Linked DNA regions of Mus musculus: region 1 is linked to region 2. A link is a contact called in public Hi-C data. All regions are on one chromosome and are shown on one strand. The core of a region is the stretch at or near the end of the contact, and the rest is flanking DNA. Distances in the headings are between cores, read along the strand shown. Region 1 has its middle 33 kb from the start of Gm10494. Region 2 overlaps 4930429F11Rik (RIKEN cDNA 4930429F11 gene).

Region 1 (7,415 bases), core at 1,169-3,668, 72 kb before region 2:
AGTTTGGGCAAGCCCTATGTGAACCCAAGAGAGACAAAACCCTAGCATAGAGGAAGGAGTTTGGCTGAAGTCCTACCCTTAGCTGGGGGAGCTATTGGCAAGTGATAGCTGTTTGGAGAAGGACAGTCAGTTTTCTTTAAGGTTGTGGTCCTTCATAAGTTCAGTGGATGGCCACATACTCATGGCAACATGCATAAGTGGACTTAATATAACACAAAGTTGAGTGGCTGTGGGAGTGGATCTGAGAGGAGCTGGGTGAGGTGATCAAGTACGATCAAAGTGGCCCTGTTGGAGTAGGTGTGTCACTGTGGGTGTGGGCTTTAAGACCCTCATCCTAGCTTCCTGGAAGCCAGTAGTCTGCTAGCAGTCTTCAGATGAAGATGTAGAACTCTCAGCTCCTCCTTTACCATTCCTGCCTGGATGCGGCCATGCTCCCACTTTGATGATAATGGACTGAACCTCTGAACCTGTAAGCCAGGCCCAATTAAATGTCCTAATAAGAGTAACCTTGGTTATGGTGTCTGTTCACAGCAGTAAAACCCTAACTAAGACAGTGCCTATGTATTTTACGTTTACACAGAAACTCAAAGACAAAGCAGCTTTGGTCTTTTGGCTTGAAGTACATGGTACCTAGTAGACTGGCAAAGAGGGAGGAAGGTGGGAGGCAGTAAGGCAGTCCATGATGGAGTCTGCCCAAATGAGGAAAGACTCATTTTATTAGAGCATACACACCCACAGAAGATGTCTCAGAACTGGCAGTGAACTATCCTTCTGGTTCACTTTGTGCCTTTGGCAACACCCTTGTCTTGGCCTCCAAGTAATGTGAAGGAGTTTGTACAGGGCAGAGGCGCTGTGTCTTTAAATTACTAAGACACAGGGAATAGAAGCAAGGAATGTCACATATCTGAGGAACCTGGGCACATATCCCTGGACCCCTGACCTGGCAAGACTGCTTTCCTCTCTATGTTTTCTTCCTTGATTGGCCTGCTGCACACTCACCCACCAGGTCCCTATCCCTATGCAAAATAGTCCCTCGGACTAGGACGAGTGGTGACAGGCGGAGCTTGTCTGAACAAATGTCCAAATGACTTAGGAGATTTCGTTAACTAATTTTGCTAATTAACTTCTTTCAACTAACTAACTAAATAAATAAATTTCCTGGTCATTTGGTCAGTTCCAGGACCAGTGGAAGAAAACTTGGCATAGTGCTTATGGTGGAGTGAATTGGGTGCAGGGGTATTCGCTGGGATCCCCAGGGGAATACTATCCCCTGTGATGAGAGCTCCAGTATCAGGGCTCTGAGAGCCATGAGACAGGCACCCGGATGTAAGTAGCCTGGGATGGGGAAGCTGGGCACGCAGAATGAGTAGCAGTTGTTCAGGTAAACTTGACGCTGCTAGAAGACAAAGGGGATATTGAGAGGGTGTCCATCACAAAGTGAACAGCAGACTCAGGGTAACTTCTTGCAGGCAGGAGGAAGTCTGCTGGATCCCAATACAGGAAGAGGTTGGATAAGCCTCGCACACTGAATGTGAGGGAGCAGGCGTGGAGATTGATGTATAAAAGAGACTGAGGCAGGGTGCATTTGAGAACCTGGGAGACGATTTCAGGATTAAGTGATTGGATTTGCATGTGAAAACCTGTTCCTTTTGGCTTCAGGATGAAGACTGGGTTGGATGAGCATGGAAAGGGAGGTTGGTAGACTGGATAGCAGTGACTTGTAGCAATGCAGCTAGAGAACAAGGTGAGAGGAGGTAGGCTGTGAGCACTGGCCCATGACACTTATCCTGACTCTGTCCTGTGTATGTTCAGGTGGCCTCCTAGGTGTTCCGATGCCAGACCATTGCTCACCCTGTCAGAGCTCTGGTCAAATGGTCTCTGATCACCTTATAGGCCCACACATGACTGAGATCTTAAAACAGGGGTGGAGAAGAGAGAAAGGAAGACATAGTGGCCAAGAGAAGCAGACCTGTTGTCTCAAAGGCTGCTTTCTTCTTCTGTTCTCTGGAGGCTGCTAGAAGTTGGCAGATATATTATGGGTCAAGACCTACTGAGGCTGTTCCCCTTTTGTTTTTAATTTCTAGAATGTCTTAATACATGTCATTTTATCTCAGGAAATGTGTCTGCAATTTTGCAGATACACCATGCCCAGGGTGGCTCTGGCTATGTGAGAGGCTACCCGCTCACCCTGAAGTCCGGGTCACTGCCGGATCCCCTGCTAAACCCAGGCACTCCCTTGCTATGGCACAGTGACTAAGTCATGGAACTTGGTGGTGTTTTATCCAGCAGACCTGTTTTCTTGATCTGGACTCTGAAAGAGGAAGCCTTGTTGCTTCTCCTGGATACAAACCTACAGCTTCCTCCTCTGTGTGTCTGACTTCAGATAGGCTGCCTGCCACCCCACCCTGACATCTGGCTGAGCAGTAGGAATGGTGTGTGTTGGACAGAGCAATTCAGAGCTGAAAGGCCTTGGCAGAGAGGTGGGAGGCAGCTTTTCTGGCCCGAATTCCACCTACCGGCTTTGAGCCAACATTTCTTTTCCTTCCTTTTGCAAACAGCCTGTTCCCCCACAAGACCTGGACAGGGGAGAACTAATTTACATAATGGAGACTCAGGTAACAGAGATGGGACATGAGCCTTGGGCCACAAACGATGTGTTGAGTTCAGGAGCCCCACTACTTTGTGTGAGGTTTTGATAGGAGACTCGGCAGCATCTTCATCGGCTCCTGACCGTGAGCAGCCAACTCGGGAACTTCAACAATAAGCATTACTCCTGCCAAGAAAAGCTGGCTGACATCCTGGAAGGCAACACCCAGCTGCTCCCATCTTTGGCAAGAGACACAGGGCAGGCAGGAGCTCTGAAACACACAAAGACCCAACAGGCTGATGAGTACCCAGGGTTCATTAAATTTCTAGGCAGAGTTAACTTATCCTGTGTTCACATCTTGCAGGTTGAATTAAGTAGGGAGATATAGTCTCTGTGATATAGGCCTGAACAATGTACACTGGAAGAAGGCCGAGAAAGGGAACATTAATGACATAGGCTTGAATGCTACAGGTCGCATAGAGTCATTGAGTTTGTGCATGGGAAAAAAAATGAAGTCTATAGCAAAACAGAACCAGGTTGCTTCTTTTGAGTAAATGGTTAGTAGGTTCCAGTGCCAATATTCACATCTTGTTTACTATCTGACCACTTGGTCAAGGAGTAGACATGTATAGGGTACTGCTTCGTGTCCTGTTAAGGACAGATGTTGGTGATCTCCCCTTTAGGAGATCACTTATGGATAGCTTACAAACTTACTTATGGATGCTTACAATGCTTTGCTTCTGTGCACAGCCCCCACGTGACTAATCTTGAGAGCGAGGCTAACCTTACTACATTGTTGAGTTAGCCCATGCACAAGAAACAAGGGCTTTTGTATAAACTAAATTACACCATTGGGCTTTTAAAAATATATCATAAATCAACAGAAAGATTCTTCTGAAACATTTTCTGTAGGCAGCTGAGGAAGCGAGCCACAGTTCACTTGTCGCTCTCTCTACCACCATGTTCCCTGACACAGAATATCTAGGTTTGAGGTCTGGCTCATCTTGCTTCCAGTTCTGGGATGTTATTCCCGTTGCATGCCTTGACTTCACTAATGGTACAAGGGCATAAGAATGACACAACCTCAAAAGCGTAAAAATTAAGTTGGATACAATAAAGGTAAAGTATCAAGTATCTAATGACATTGTATCACACTAACACTAAGGTACCATCCTAATAGGATGATACTATGAGGGATCTGGCTTAAGCATCATGCAAAGCTATAGAACACTTAGGTTGCACACTTAGTGCCCTCTCAAACAATAAATACCTGAGAGTATATAAGCCAAAAGAAAAACACAGCAAACTACCTTAGACGTTAAGTGTGTTTTGGCAGGTGACAAACTTTCCATTTAGGTGTGCTAGAGCCCTGGATTGCCATTGCAGAAGGAGGTAACGTAACTCAGGCTGTTTTGGGTTGCAGGGACAGGAGGAAAGCAGAAGAAACCAGAGAAGTCGGGTCAATGACTTCAGCAGTGACGGCAGTCAGTGAGGAGCCACATGGGCTCTGTAGCTAGAAGAGCTCTTCGGAGCACAAAAAAACGTACATGCCTTAACTCCTTTGTATTAATGTATTGTTTACTTTTAAAATTGCTTCAAATAGTGTTTTTGATAATTTTATACCTTTATATAAGTTTGATCATCATTTATTCATCACACTCCTCCTTTATGCCCTTTCCCTGAAACTCCATCAGGAAATCTTTTACTTCCAAGAAAGTCCCTTTCTTATATCGATATCTTAAAACATTAATAATAAGCCCTGAGTTTGATTGTGATTGCTTGCAAGTGTGGGGGTCACTTCCTGAATCTTGGGATCTTGTCTGTGGTTGCATCTTGAAGAAAAACAAATCCCCATCCTTCAGCAGCCATCAAGTGGCAATCACTCCTCATAGTCCCCTAGCTATCCAGTGCTGCAGTGTTGACTGGTTTAGTCTTGGGAGGACCTTCTGCTGGCAACCATAGCTCCATGTCGTATCTATGAGTGCGTGGTCCACGTCATGCTCAGAAGTCAGCACTTCACAGGATTTCTCATCCTGCTTTAATTCTTACAACCTCTTAGCTCTCCTGAATTTTGTGATGTTCCCCGAGTCTGCAAGGAGACTGATAGAGATATCCAGGTTTAAGGCTGAGGATTCAATAGTTATTTATTCTTAGCACTTTGAGTGGTTATGAGTCTCTTCGTTGACTGCTGTTGACTACAAAACAATGCTTCTCCAGTTAAGAGCAGCACTAATCTACAGATGTAAACATACATAGCTACAAGGCATTTTGACATGCCTATTTATTAAAACAACATAAATAGGCTCCTTCTTGGGGGCCTCTGACCTTCTCAGCTGTGGTTTTTGAACAGGTTTACAGTATCGGGTATAATTTTTTTTCCCTATGTAGAAGACGTCAAATCCAATTTAGAACAGCAGTTGATTGCCTCCATGACATGCCCGCCATGACTGAGCAGTGAGCACATCTTAGTTGGCAGGTTAGTATTCTCATCTGCAAGATCCACAGCTTGGTAGGTGCGTGGACAGTCTTTCCTCCCCAGCAGCCTGCATTGCAACTTCGAGCACTTTGAAAACCTAGCCAGCAGGGAGGAAGTTTTCAAGGCAGTTCTAGCTTGATTTTTCTGTGTCCTGTGCTCAAAGTGCAGTACCTTCAGTAATATGGGCTCCCCATCTGTTCTGGTGGACATTCAAATGAATGGCAATAGCCTGTGTTGTTTTAGGCACCTCTGAGCCCTCTCTGATCAGCAAATCCATAGGGAGGTATTTCACTCCTGGTACTGGGATCTTTGCTTACCACCCCGTGGCCTTTGAGAGAAGCATTAGCCAGCCATACAGAGTAACTTTATTTAGATTCCTTTAAAAAATTCTACATTTCTAATTACTGTACAAAGTAGTGAGTTTCCATAAGACTTTTTACACATCTTTAGCATTGGTTAGACCTTTCTCTATACACTCCTCATCCGCGTATTCCCATCCCTAACTAAACCTTTCTACTCTCAGTGTTTACACCTCCCCCATCTACTTTCATATTACATGCATTCAATTATCCCTTACCTAGCTTAGGGGTTCTTCTCCTCCCACCTCCAAGAGACCCTTTCTAGCTTCTGACATCTATAATAAAATACCCTGGTTTTGTTTTGTTTTTTACCTCTGATTGAGAAACAGGTAGAAACCCAGAGCAACTTCTCCAACACTAAGAAAAGCAGAGTTAAGACGCAAGTCTAGACCTCTCATATCTGGTCCCATGTGACTTAGTACGTGAGAGAAGGCAGGAAGATGAAGGAGTAAAGCAGGACTTGTATGCCACAAGATGTCATCTACCACAAAGTCTTCTAGTCTCTCATTTTATCCACTCCATTACTTAACAAATATGTCATAGGCTGACTTTCCTACACACAGTGATGGCTGAGGCATGACTCAGTGACCATTGTTGTCCTCCCTGAGTGCACATTTTCCAGACTTCTTTTCACCAAGGCTTCTTTGGAGAATCTACAAGATCCATTAATGATTCTCATCTTTTAGCATGCTTGCAGCTCCGTCAGGTCTTAGCTACCAGTCTCTGAGTCACTAGATATGGGACGGCTTCAGGTTCTGACTAAGAAAACTAATGACATTGATGCTGGACCATTTTGAGCAGGGAAAGTGTAGTCTTCAACATATTTAAAAAAATTTTTTTTCAAGTCAATGCCACTAAACAATCTTCATTTGAGGGATACTTGGTGGATGCCATGAGAAAGGCCATCATTTACAAATTTCTGCTGTCAGTAGTTCTAAAAAAAATATCTAAGGTCAGATTGGACCTGTTGGGATCCAAACCAAGAAAGTTTTGGGGGACTTTTCTATGCTTTCTACAAGGCTGTTGTATGCAATTACCTCTAGTTTGTCAAGAGAGGTAGCTATTGGGTTTTCTGTCTTTTAGGAGGTAGTCAGTTCTGGAAAACCATACTGGCTCGTATGAACCCTGACTAATAACAGGAACTAGACAATTAGCTGACCACTGAAATTGCTCAAGATAATAGGATTGGGATGAGATGTCATCTTTATGGAATCTCTTCAGTTACCTTGGCCAAAGTCAACAGGGAAATGAGGAAATTTTCTGAAATTTGTATATAACTATTTCCAATGCTATTTATGTGCCTACCAACTACTATGTTTAAATGTAAATTCTTTTTCTTTTTCAGTTCAACAGTTACTATTAATGCTATTCAATTACAGGTTTTCGGCATGCTTGTCTCCCCCCACATATGTAGATGTCAAACATGTTACTAACCTAACATTTGGTGTATCTTCAAGAACACTGCGGTTCAGTTCTGGGAGGATACCCAGTTCAGGGGATGGTTGATGTTAATTCGTGGGTTGCTTTTGCTTTGTCTCACTAAAAAATAGGATGCTAGTGTAACACATTTTTGGGAGATTTTATCTCATGAGGCAAGTAGAAAATATCTGGTACTGATAGCAATAATCCATAAAGTTCCATATCTTAAAATATCATTTCTTTGAATTATACTAATGAGTTCTGTAAGTTCAAAAAAATAAAACATTACACTTTTTCCCCCTGCCAAAGCAAGCAGAAAAGCAGCCGGGGGGAGGGGGTGGGAAGGCAAGCTATTTCAGATTCTTTAAAAGCTCAGAATCTTAAGATATAAGATATGATAAATATAAGTAGCACAAACTTAATTATATTAGAAGAAGGAGAGGGAGAGGGAGTGGGGGAGGGGGAGGGGGAGAGGGGGAGCGGGAGAGGGAGAGGGAGAGAGGGAGGGGGAGAGGGAGGGAGAGAGGGGGGGGAGGGGAGAGGGGCGAGAGGGAGAGGGGGAGGGCAGAGGGAG
Region 2 (6,857 bases), core at 3,760-6,259:
TGGCACTTTCAGGTCACAGCCCATTACTAGAAGTTAGGAAAGGAACTCAAGGTAGGACCCAGAAGGCAGGACTGGTTGCCTTTCCATAAAGCATTACCTCTGACTAAGAAATTCACTCACAGCCACGAAGGTACAGTGGGAACCATGCAGAAATGCTGTTTGGTGACTCAATCACAGGTTCATGCTTAGCTAGATTCCATATTTATCCTAGGGCCACCTCCTAGAGATGACTCTACTCACAGTAGCATCTACATCGATTAACAATCAAGCCAGTTCACCATAGACATTTTTACAGACCAATGTGATCTGGGAAATCCTCAACTGAGACCTCCTTCTCAGGTGACTTTGAGCTGTGTCCAGTCTGGCAGAAAGTTTAAATAAGGCTCTGCGAAAAGAAATAGTGGATGGAAATGAAAGCCCGGAGCAGTCCAATACCATATATATGATCCTGTATTTTGTGATCTTGAATCAAGAGCAACAGCTACAACTAAAACCATGTATTCTATCTCCCATCCTAACCAGGCTATTGGAGGGAAAAGCAGTCCTGACTCCAGTCTATTCTTACAGTAGAATCAGGCCCGGAGGGAAAGGCTACAGCATGCTGGTCGTCACCTGCAACCTGCCCTGGCTTGTCCACCTGCATTGCAGGGCTCTCTTGTCTACAATCACCAAGACACTGGGTAAAGGGTTTGATCTGAGGCCAAAGCAAATAGCAGCTGAAAGACTAACAACAGTTGGTGTCTCGCCCTGGCTCAGTTGGGCTCTGGCGCCTTCCTAGGTAACCCTCTTTCCCCACAAAAGTCTGTTTGGCCTGGCGAAAACAGCTGACTCTTCTGCAGTTGCTTCGGTGTTTACCAGTGGCTCCCACATACAGCCCTCGCCCCTCACAGCGTTGCTGTTGGTGAAGCTGTATTGTGACTGTTCTATAGACACAGACACTCCTAGCGGCATCCTATATAGCGAAGTGACACTGTCTTCTTTGTAACCAAACCTCCTTAACAATAGAATGAAACTTACACCTGCTGTAAAGTTGTATGGAGATTTAAATAGGATTTTCTTCTGTTTTAATCATGAATAATAGACCCTTTCTAAATGTGAACCGGATAAAATAGAACTTTTCAACTTCTGAGTCTATGATAGATTAATATGGATGGCTCCAGGAATTTCTTCCACATTTCGACATATATACTTCCTTGTGTTATTAACTGGCAATCCCTTCCAATTAAGGGCAGGTCTTATCTTCTGTCCTTGAGTCCTGCATGGCTCTCAGACTTGCTTTGATTAGTAAAATATGGCAGAAATAGCAACAGGCCTTGAGGTCTACTCGCAACTTCTGGAGCCCTGTGACTCTCACACAAGGAAACCCAAGTTGATGTACTCGGGTGTAAGTGACCCAGACAGCAAGGCTGATAGTTAACCATCAGCCCCTTCCAGTATTCCTCATGCCTCTATCTGCTGAGTACAAGCATACGTAATTCCGTGTGATGCCACCAGAATTACCCAGATGTATGAGGCCCAATTTACAGAATCAAGAACAAACATGGTTGTTAGCTTAGACCACTAAAGTAGGAAAATGAGACATGATGAAGGTGAAGAGGTTGGAATATTTAGATGGTAAATTTGTATAAATACTGAAAGGGGGCATGAAGTCAACTCATGATGTCATCCCTTAAACTATGGTGGGTTCAACATCATTTAGTGGTTATTTTAACTAAATACAGAAAGAATTTGGAATTTGATGAATTTGTGAAGACACATTCCTATCATGTGTGTAATTCTTTGAGTAAACATATGTGCTATAACCTCAAATTTAGTGAGATCCAAAATCAGGGGCTTATTAATTTCTCTATCTTACCTATATGGACAATATCGTGCTTGAACATATGTGTCTGACCAGAGAGGTATTGAGAACGTTTCCAACATTGTGTCAGGGGATCATAATAAAGCTTAGAACAAAATTTTCCAGTCTTTTGGCCAGTCATTCCCAATTCCTTTGGCTTTATGGTAGCAACACACTCCCAGTATCAACCTCTCATCAGCTCCCAAAGACATCTAAATTATTCTGTAATAAATAATGCTTAGAAAAGGGGCATGGAAGCAGGAAGGGGGAAAACAGGATGTTTTAGGACAACCTGAGCACTCCAGGCCCAGACCCCAGTCTGCATCTCCTTGGACATGTTGGAAGAACTTTGGGCAGAAAAGCTCAGAAAATCCCTCAAGTCCTTCACAGCCAAGACAAAATGCCCACCAGAGTGGGCTCTCTTCTGAGCAGGGAGGCCTGCGATGCCACCAGAATTACCCTTAACTGAATCATGAACAAATGTTCACATCTTCTCAGGGGACATCCTACTAGTTTCTAGTCTATGTTTTCCCATAGACAGGGAGGGAGTAGAGTTAACTGTGTATAGCAGCCACCAGACTACATTCTCCCTAAATTCTGGAGGGAGAGTGACTTAAGAAATTAATGCACAGACCAATGGGGTACAGGTTGCTGTGCAGAGTCTGAGATTTCAGCTTCACTCTTAGGCTCAGTCCTGGTGCTGCTGACCCTACTACCGTAGGATCTGTTTTTGTTAAGTCAATTTGTTCTTTTAGTCAATATAGAAGTAAGAAAAAGGATCACAGCCACAATGGCTCTAGCTTCTGGTCTTGGCTTCATTGGCATAACTGCAGTGAGTGTGGGGAGGAGAAAAGGATGGGCGTCTTGTTTAGTCCTCCAGTTCTATTACGAAACACCATGACCAGGGTAACTTATAAAAGAAAGGAGTTTAGTTTGGCTGACATTGCCAAGGGCATAAGGGCTGTCATGGCGGGGAGGCATTGCAGCAAGTGGCAGGCGTGACGACACGAGCAGGAGCTGAATGAGCACATCTTTTACTGTAAACTCAAAACAGACAGAGCAACCTTGAAGTAGGCTAAGCCTATAGATTCCCAAAATCCATCTCCAGTGATACTCTTTCTCCATGAAGACCACCGCACAGCTCTGGTACTGGAAGGAATACCAGCCTATCAGGGAGAAAGCATGGCATGCTGGGAAGGAAAGTCGGGGGTACTAAAACCTAGCTCCAGCACTGATGCGTTCCAGGCATCCAGTATTCAGGCAGGTTAATTAAAGTTCTGAGGCACATCCCAGTGTATAGCATGCTTCTAAAAGTACCTTCGAAGGAATCTGTATACACTGTTGGCGGGTCTGTAAATCAGTCCAGCCACTGTGAAGAGCACTATCAAGGTTCCTCAAAATACTAAAATAGGCCAAGCATATGGTCAAGCTGTACCAATCCTGAGTATACATCCAAAGGAATCAACGTCACCATGCACGAGATGCCTTTACACCCTCATTATTGACAATAGCCAAGTTACAGAGCAGCCTCAGTGCCCATCAATAGATGGTGGATGAGGAAGTGTGCAGTATATACACAGTGGATACTACTAACTCAAAAAGAATGAAATCATTGTAGGACAATGGGTGGAATTGGAGATTATCATATTAAGCAAATTTAGTCAAGACTCTGAAAGACATGCTTACTTTCAAACATGGAGTGTAGGGGGACAGGGTCGCGGGGAGGAGAGAGGTCACATGAGGCTAAAACTGTCCAAAAGAGAATGGGAAGGGAACCAGGGGAGGAGAAAAAGAGGGGGAAAGATTGAGGAGGTTTGGATGTGAGCAAAGTATGCCCTATGCATATCTGAAACAGCACAATGCGTTGGAGAGCCCTGCTGCTAAGGTCGCAGTCCACCCTGTCTAGGGTTCCCATTGATGGGTGCAGGATGAAGGAATCCCTCTCTCAGTGGGGTTTGCCCGACCTTGTTTGGAGCACAGGTGCCTGAACTCATTTGGAAGATGACCCTGCACAGGGCTTCTTGCCTGGTAATTAGGTACTGTGTTATGACCAAACAGCCCTTTCTACTCACTATAAAAGCTCTTATCTACCCTGTCTCTGAAATGATAAGGTAGAGCTATCTCACTGAAGCTGACTCCCAGAAGTTCTTCTGTCATACGCACTGTACACAAACCCTGCTGTCCACTTCTGCTCCCTCCGCTCTCATGGGTCGGTGGCCAGTGACCCTGGAGGAAAAGGGAGACCCAGAACAACGTAGCCTGTTATTCTGCTTGACTATATATGCTAACAATAGATTGAATTAAGCATTTCAATGTAGTATATATGATATATGATGCCATTATTTCTATTTAAAATATGAGGAAGTTAAGAGGCACTCATGCCACTGGCGGTGTATCAACTGCTCTGAGCTTAGAATTCTATCATTTCTAAAATAATAACAACTCTCCAGGGCCTCTCCCCTAGATGAGGTGTCTGTAAATTTCTTGTGTTACCTTGCTGAATCTCTAATGCTTTATAGCCTCATGGAAGGGAGCTATCTCCATCCCTGTTTACAGCTGAGAGAAACCAAGGCCTTGACAGATTGGGAGACAGCCTGAATGAAACCCGTGTTCTTGTTCACTTGACTCTATGAGTTCCCATTAATTAGTCTTGCAGGATTGCAGGATGACTTCCGGCCCTACATCCCTTACTGGGTGATGTGGAAGTAGCTATGCAAACATTTGGGGGAGGTCTAACATGCACATTTAACATCAACAGGAAGAAAAATTGTCCCCACTCTTGAAGACAACAGACCATGCAAGAATCCCTGCTCAGATGACTGCAGAGACAGCTGTGGAAGCTGTGAGGAGAGGCTGTTGCAGTCCTAGAAGCCTTCCTGAAAGAGGCGAGTTTCACCCCAGCTTGTCACAGTAATGTCAACACAGAACACGAGCCAAAGCCCTGGCTTCCAGGACCGCAACCCTGTCCAGGGGAACATGGGCAGGTGTCCAGACATGGATGGAGAAAACTCTGCTAGGAGTAAACAGGATGGGAAAATGCTCTTAACATCATAGAAATGAGGGGCAGGACCACCCATCTCATCCTCATGAGATCCCACACAGTACACAGTAGAGCCCACACCATCCTCATCCAGCTTATCTGAGTTCTCTTAGAGACCGCAGTTCTCAGTGCCCAGGGGAGTGACAATGCACTCTCTCCTCTTGGCGCAGACTCTTGCCCAGCATGTGGGCCTGTTCCATGCACTTTTATGTCTCTGTTTACTTTGTGTGTTTCCTGAGTGCCCCATGCCTTTAAAGGAAATGCCCCAGCCTCAGCCTGTCATTATGGTTCTACACTGGTCCAGCTCCTGGGATGGGTGAGCCTGGGTTTTTAATTTTCTGTGACAGGAGATAATTGTCACTTGACTTCCCACCCCTGAAAATAAACCCGGGTGGTACTTCCCGGCTGGAAATCCACAGAAGTGGGCTGGTGCCAGGAGAAGCTTAAGCCACGATCTGGAGCAGTTTGTCTCCATGTACCTTACCCTTTCGTTTTTTGTGGACTTCAAAACATGCAATTACCGTTTTCTTTACAAGTCCAGGATGGTAAAGTGAAAAAAGTTCAAACAGATTTTTGGATAATGCATGCAATAACTCCTGGAGCGGGGCTCCATGAAATTTGACTCTGGGGGTACAAACCCTCTGTTCTGGACTAATCTTTTTTTTTTTTTTTTGCAGCTGCAGTCAAGTTCAAGGGCGTCATGCCCTGCCCACCAGGGTTATCCTCCACTGTCTCTTTTTTTCTCTTTTAAATATGATATCTCCTGTAAGAAATAATCTGGGCAAAGCCTCACCAATCAAAAAGCATTTAGATGACAAATCAGAACATGGCTTCTTTTCAGACAATAGATGTCACCCTTTTCATCCTAAATCAAGGCAGCTAAAGCCGAACTTCCATCTTTTGACATAGGTGTCTTGGACACTATTCATAGACTTGTCTCATCATAGCTGACATAAGTGGAAAGAATTGTGAAGCCAGAGCTGGTCATAGAAACTTAGATGCCACCAAGTTATCTGGAAGTTTTACATTGTAACTGTGGCTTAGAACAAAGAGGCAAAGAACTTTAGAGCGGTAAAGAGGAATAAATCCACAGAAATACTGTTCCTTGATGCTTCTGAGACATAAAGGCCACTCCTATGCCTTAGATGATATCTGGACTCAAATTTTAATATTTATAAGCTTAGATATATTATCTTCTTTATTTCATATCTATACAGTGGGACAGATAGCAAACCTGTCTCACTGAGCTGTTAGGAAGTTTAAAATAGACAGTGTCAGGGTGGTATATTCTTCCTTTTGAGCCCATGGCAAAATTGCATTTTTTAACTTAGCTTGTTGTCCTGTTGCTTCCTGACCAAAAACGACTTGGGAGGAATGGGTATATTTAGTTTGCACTTCTAGGTCACAAATCATCACAGAGGGAAGTCAGGGCAGAAACTCAAGTCAGGAAGCCAGAGGCAGAACCATGGAGGAACACTGCTTTCTGGCTTACACTCTGGCTCACTTACAGGCTCATACTCAGCTCACTTTCTTAGACATCCCAGTCCCATCTGCCTAGGGAACACGCTGACAAAGGTAGACTGGATCCTCCTATAGCAATTGTCAATCCAAACAATATCTTATACATGCTGTTCTTATATGGCTAGTCTGTCGATTGAGGCTCCCTCGGATGACTCTATACTGTGCTAAGTTGATAGTTGAGAATGACAACTAGGACAGTTATTCTACGTCTTGATGTTGGGATCTTAGCCTTGGGGTATGCTTGAACAGCAGAAATAATTTATGTTGCTCTATCACAATAGTCACTGTCAACTTTACAGGATCTAGGACACACATCTATAAAGGGTTGGACATATCTATAAAGGATTACCTTGATGTGGTTTTACTAGTTTATTAAAAGTTATATTCTTCACATTTTCTTGATTGCATTCCCTTATTTGATTGTCCCAACCACTCCATGAGATTAGTAATACTGAC

What was found. A called contact is a pair of places that touch in the nucleus more often than the background predicts.
Region 1: a contact with region 2 is called in a Hi-C map of uterus. The contact joins two enhancer-like sites. A contact is called at or near these places in 3 of 484 Hi-C or Micro-C datasets (embryonic fibroblasts, nephron progenitors and uterus) and 2 of 115 datasets of contacts at active chromatin or transcription factors (cardiomyocytes and embryonic fibroblasts).

The regions. Positions count from the first base shown.
Region 1 is chr17:79,539,409-79,546,823 of GRCm38.p6, reverse strand. No RefSeq gene overlaps it. Among named protein-coding and RNA genes, the nearest start is that of Gm10494, 33 kb to the right of the region's middle. Within about 2 kb of position 2,418, at least 74 of the 459 cell types and tissues checked have an H3K27ac peak or open chromatin away from gene starts, as enhancers often do. A contact at or near this core is called in uterus, where this site is marked.
Region 2 is chr17:79,470,718-79,477,574 of GRCm38.p6, reverse strand. 4930429F11Rik (RIKEN cDNA 4930429F11 gene) reads left to right here. Exons shown (of 2, transcript NR_033463.1): 2 at 523-1,951. Among named protein-coding and RNA genes, the nearest start is that of 4930429F11Rik, 3.7 kb to the left of the region's middle. Within about 2 kb of position 5,009, at least 37 of the 459 cell types and tissues checked have an H3K27ac peak or open chromatin away from gene starts, as enhancers often do. A contact at or near this core is called in uterus, where this site is marked.